2 separate regions of the Oryctolagus cuniculus genome follow, and region 2 is linked to region 1. Evidence: chromatin contacts called from public Micro-C data. All regions are on one chromosome and are shown on one strand. Each heading gives the region's core, a stretch centred on a gene start, on an enhancer-like site or on the middle of the called end of the contact. The rest is flanking DNA. Distances are from core to core; before and after follow the strand shown.

Evidence for each region. A called contact is a pair of places that touch in the nucleus more often than the background predicts.
Region 2: a Micro-C map of ear pinna shows a contact between it and region 1, with 4 times the contacts expected there. The contact joins the promoter of ASB8 here to the promoter of HDAC7 in region 1. A contact is called at or near these places in 2 of 6 Hi-C or Micro-C datasets (ear pinna and skin fibroblasts).

What each region holds. Positions count from the first base shown.
Region 1 is chr9:137,468,247-137,471,146 of mOryCun1.1, forward strand. HDAC7 (histone deacetylase 7) reads right to left here and starts at 1,532. Exons shown (of 26, transcript XM_051850417.2): 1 at 1,337-1,532. The coding sequence starts at 1,515.
Region 2 is chr9:137,714,666-137,717,565 of mOryCun1.1, forward strand. It overlaps ASB8 (ankyrin repeat and SOCS box containing 8), which reads right to left and starts at 1,353. Exons shown (of 4, transcript XM_002723441.5): 1 at 1,201-1,353.

The sequences.
Region 1 (2,900 bases), core at 282-2,781:
AAGTAACTGGAAAGTTCCCCAGCACACGGGGACTGGACGGGGCGGGATGTCCAGGCCTCGGGCTCCTGCTGGAAACTGGGGGTGGGGGAGGGACTCGAAGGGCCCCAGGGGTCAGGGCAAGTGGAAGCCACACTGGAAGAGTCCAGATGTTGCTCCCAGAGGGTGCCAAAGCCAATACGCGGCTCTCACCCAAACGCCAGCAGGCAGAGTCCAACCTGCAGCAGATGCAGAGGCTGGGAGGCCCCTGGCGTAGGCAACCGCAGGGAGGGGAATGGGGAGCAATGGCTGGCCAGCTCAGGCCAAGCAGCGGCCGCGGGGAAGCCAACAGGGCTGCTGGAGGCCTCCAGGCCCTACCGGGCTCCGTCCCAGCCCCAGGCCTAGCAACCCGACGGAGAGAACCCAGCTGCCAGATCCGCACCCGCCCTCACTCTCCCCAGCACCCACAGACCCTGCGGTGTGTGGGGGGGCGCTTCCTGTCCCCACCCCTCAGTCCACAGCCTGGGCCGCACCTTCCTGCGCTCCTGCACCGCCTTCCTCAGCTCACCTGGACACAGGTGTCTCTTCAGGCCAGTGGGCGAGCAAGAGCGCGGGCCCACGCCCCAGAGCCCTCCCCGCCCCCAGCCCGGGACCCTCTGGGGCACGGCTCTCCCCACCCAAGGATGCGAGCAGGCCCCGCCCGGCTCCGCGGGATGCGGCACTGGGCTCCGGCCCCAGCTCGGCGGGTCCTGCCCTGAACCCGCGCGCTGCCCACCTCCCGCCACGGCACCGCCCTCCGGGAACCGCGGCCCGCGGCGCGAGCTCGCAGCCCCTCCCTCGGCCGCCGCCGCCGCCGCCGCCGCCGCCGCCGCCAGGGCGGGCGGATGTGGGTGCCGGGGAGGCCTGCGTCCCGGGGACGCAGCACCGGCCCGGCGGCAGCAGCCGGAGCCCGGCGGGGTGCGGGCCGGGGGCGCAGTCGCGGGAGCGCCGGGCCCGGTACTCACCCGCGGGCCGTGCGTCGGGCCAGGCGCTCAGAGCGGGGGTCGCATGGCGGGCGGGGCCAGACGCCGAGGCCGCGGCGACGGGAGGCGCGAGCAGGGAGGGCGCCGGCGGGCGGGCCCTGGCAGCCGGCGGCCGGGCGCGGTGACAATGGAAGGAAGCGCTTTATCTGCGGCTGCGAGCGCGAGGGGAGGGGCGGCCCGGGACGCTCCGGCCCGCGCGGTCCCGGAAACCCGCGCCCGCGCGGCGCCGCCCCACGCGCCCTGCACCCTGGGCCCGCGCGCCGGTCACGCGCGCCCCCTGCGCCCTGGGCCTCGCGTCCCGTGCACCCCGGCCCGCGCGCCCCCTGCGGGTTGCCTACCCCGCGGGTCTCTCCGTGCAGGGCTGGCGGCGCGCGCGGAGCCCATGGCCGGGCGCGGGGTCCACCGGGCTCCCACGCGCGCGCCCGGCCTCGGAAGAGTGGCCTGGGCAGATCTGAATCACTGCCCAGCTTCCCCACCGCCACGGCACCCCAGCCTGCTGAGGAGAGCAAGGGCCCATCCTGTTCCCATTAGAAGGGGTGGGGGTGGTTCGCGCTCTGAAAGTTTCCTTTTTTTTTTTTTTTTTTTTTTTTTAAGGAAATTTCTCCAGGGATTTCCTTGCCTCCCCCTCGCCCGCCCTCCCCTCCCGGTCCCTATGAGTCAAACTCCAGCAATGCGCCCAGTGTCCCCCAGTGCATTACAGCGGATCACAGAAATGTTCCAGTCTGATGGTCGGAATGCAGCCGCCTCCAGCCCTCCCTGGCTAATAAACTCGGCCCTTCCCGCCTCCCCCACGCTCCTCCCTGCTACAGAGAAGTCAGATCCAGGGGTCAAGGGCTAGGGAACTGCCACTGCCCCTCCTGGGGCAGGCTGACAGCCTGGTCAGCTGTCAGTCATCAGTGGGGGTCCCGGGGACCCCCGCCCTCCTATGACCAGAGACGCCACCCCCTGGAAGGCAGGGAGCAGCCTCCAGGGACCCTATTCTGCCTCCCAGCCAATGTCTCTAGGAGAGACTGAGGCGGATCCGATGGCAAGCGTCCTCCCCAGTGGGCTAGGAGGGCAAGGCCGGCCGAGAGCGCTCGGACACCTGGCCCCGGCCTCACCATCTGCCACTCCCTGGGTACTTCCTGGGTACCCTCTTCAGTTCCCTCCCTGGTGCCTCTGCAGCTAACAGGGTCCACAGCCTCCTCTCCCAGCTCTGAGGCCTTCCTCCCACACAGGCCGGTGCAGGGCCCTGCCCACAGCCCACGCCCACCCCCACGCCCACATGGGCTCGCTCAGCAGCTCCCCAGTCCCCCTCGGCTCTCCCCCAGAGGCTGGGCCTACACCAGGATGCTTTTCTGGCTCCCGGGCCAGAACACTCATGGGAGAACCTCACACCACAGGTCACACACTCCATGTGGGCTATGAGGGTCACGGACCTCCTGGTTGGCCCCACTGCCCCAAGAAGTGACCTCAGAGCAGGTCACCCCTTCCCAAAAGCTGCTAGGTTACTGCAGCCTCTCGCCGGCTACCCACCACCCCGGCACTCCCGTGCTGTGTCCACACCGTGCCCAGCCTCCGTGTGCATCTCCTTTTTCCTCTGAACCTGGGCAGTGAGGGGCCCCGGGGGCCTGTTGGACTCGCTGCCCCTGTACAGGCAGAGAGAAGTGCATACGGGCCTTCAGCCAGGAACCCCCGTCCACCGCAGGTCCTCCACGAGTCTGCAGGCCACAGGCTCCCTGCTAGAGACACGGAGTGCGGGCCACCTCTCCTGCCTGCACCCTGGGTACCTGGGGAGCCCCGCTGGACACCCTGCCAAGAGTTGGGCCCAAGGGACCTGCCCCAGCTTCGAGAGCCCGCCCGGAAAAGGTGCCAGGGCACCCCTAGGAGTTCCAGGCCCGCTGACTTCCACTGCCTCCTTTG
Region 2 (2,900 bases), core at 103-2,602, 250 kb after region 1:
GGACACCGCTGAGCGCCTCCGCCCTTGGGAGGCCTTCCCCAGACCTGGAGATTTCAGATCTGGACGCAGAGCGGATGACAGGAGCTGACAGGACCCTGCTCAACTCTGACCCAGTCCACACGAGGACCCCTGAGGAGCTGTGTGGTTTTCAAACAAGACAAGGCTGCCGGCGCCAGAATACACTCCTTCCCTGTGGATCTCTGCAGTCTCTGCGCTCGGCTCCCCTCAGGTAACTGCAGCTCACTCATGCGCCCCTTTCCCCCCCCCGGGAGCTGGAAGCAGCGGGAAGGCCGGGGTCTGGCCAGCAGAGAACTCCAGAGTGCAGGTGTTTCACAAACACTGGCTTCTGCTAAGGGTATGGCAGCGAAGACAGGCAAAAAGGCTACGGGACAGCACATCCATGTTCATGATAAGGCATCTGTGAAATATTGTTAAATGTCTTCAGCAGAGAAAAGAGTGGGAATACTTGTGGCACATCCTAAGATAAGGAAGAAAGCAAAAAGTGTAGCTACTCTGAAATCATCTAAAGTTGTAAAAACAAAGCAAAGCTCAACAGCACTGAAGGAGCGTTTTGTTTCTAACGAGCGAGACTTAAAGCGAATTAATAACTAACAATTGGCTATTCGCGACAACTAAGGAATAGATTTGGGCAAACGTATCTTAAAACGACAACATGACAGTAGGAAGCTGGAAAAAGAAACTAAATGCAATCGCGGAAAATGCGTTTTATGAGAAACACACTGATCTCGATTTTTCTGTTCTGCAGCAAAATCTACTCTTCCAGCTTGTTAAACACGTCTGCACAGGACCGAGTGTGACGGCAGGATAAGGCGCAGCTGGAGAGACCCCCTATCGGAGCAACCCGAGTTCTGCTGGAACGGAGACAGACATCCCGTACGCGGCGAGCCGTGGGTGGACACACGACGAGACCACCGACGCTCCAAGAAAGCCGCGACCCGCCCTCCGGGGCCTCGTCCCCCTGCTGCCCTTCGCTCCGGCCGCGAAGCCCAAAGCCGAGCGAAGGCGGGGGTGGGGGTGCCCGGCCACTTGGTGCACCTGCTCGGGAGGCTCCCGGCCCAAAACGCGTGGCGGCCTCGACGGTCCGCAGACCTCAAGCGGGAGTGGTGGACACGTTCTTGGGCGCGGAGCCTCGGGCTGGGGCCCGGCTGCAGACCCTCCCGTAACAAGGGCCGCACTCACCGGACCCGGGCCTAGGTGGTTCCCGACAGCCGCTTTCAAGCGTGACCCGGAAGTAGAAGTGTCACCAGCGACCCCTGTTTACGGGACTAGGCTGACTGGGACGTGCGCCTGCGCACTGGCAGTCGTGGGGAAATCTGCGGGCTGCGCCTGCGCAAAATCAATCCCGTGAGACTCCGGACCAGCGTCTCTGCGCAGGCGTGCTTGTGGCGGTCCGCGGCTGCGCGTGCGTGGTCCAAGGATGCGTGCTTCCGGCCTGTGGTGGCTGCGCCCGCCAGCCCTCTCCTCGGCGCTGGATCGCCATCGGAGGTGGTGCCTGGGTTATGGCCGGCCACCTCCGGGTGCTCCCGAACGCCGCTGTCTCCTGGGAGTCACCAGAGCCCTCCGGCGCCCACCCGCGCTCAGCCGGGGTCCGGGTGAGAAGAACGGAGCCGTGCGGCGAGGCGAGAGGACAGGCTTTTTAAATGGGTTCTCGCCGGTTGCCAATACTGGCACTTTTTTTTTTTTTTTTTTTTTTTTAATTAGCACTTGAAGGGGTCGGCGCCGTGGCGCACTAGGTTAATTCTCCGCCTGCGGCGCGGGCATCCCTTATGGGCGCCGAGTTCTAGTCCCGGCTGCCCCTCTTCCACTCCAGCTCTCTGCTGTGGCCCGGGAGGGCAGTGGAGGATGGCCCAGGTGTTTGGGCTCCTGAACCTGCATGGGAGACCAGGAGGAAAAGCCTGGCACTTTAAAATCTGGGCCCCGCGCGGCCTCCGCGGCCAGTCTTGCAGACGTCGCAGCCCGGGAAGCGCTCTGCCGGGGCTCCACGCCGCGCCTTCCCGGAGGCCGCGCTGGCTGGATTCGGTGGCCGATGGGATTAGCCGAGGCGTGCTCCACACCCGACCTCTCAAGCTAGTCCAGGGTCTTTGTCCGCATTCCGCGAGTGGAAACTTAGTTTCTGTCATTGCTTGTGAACCAGGAGCTAGTATTAGGGCCCTAAAAACTCCAGACTTCAGGGGCACTTGGCCTAGCCCCTGGTTTCAAGTCCAGCTCCAGTTCCCAGCTGTGGCTCCTGCTGATGGCTCGAGTGGGTGTGTCCCTGCCACCCACACGGGAGACCCCGGTGCTTCAGCCTTCACAGCATTTGAGGAGTGAATCCGTGGATGAGGTCTCTCTTTTTTCCCTGCTTCTTGAATAATTTAAGTGGAGAATGTGTTCTGGGAACCTAAAGTTCCAAGGCTTGAGGCAGAATTGTCAGAAACTGCATTTCAGGAGGCCACGAGTCCCCTTCTCCACGGATCCAGCAGGGGGTGCTCACCTGGCCCACCCGTCGCTCTCAAAGTGGAGCACTAACTTCATCCAGCTGACCTACGAAGAGTGTGGTGACGGCCCTGCCGGCCCTCGTCTTGTGAAATCGCGCTTTGGTGGGTGCACTGCTCTGAGAACCCACTACACAGCGGGAGGAGGTTGCCGCCTGTTACTCAGAGCTGAAAGAGCCACAGGGTCCAGCAGATGAAAGCCCTGTCCCTGAAGAGTGGGTCTGCCTTCTCCAAGGTTCCATGCCTTGGCAGCTCTTGGTCAAAGTCATGCCAGCGACAGTGGTAGAAGTGTGAGATCAGAGTCCTTTATTTTTTTCTTAAAGATTTACTGATTTATTTGAAAGTTAGGGGCAAGGAGGAGAGTCAGAGCTTCCATCCGCTTGTCCACTCCCCAAATGGCTGAAC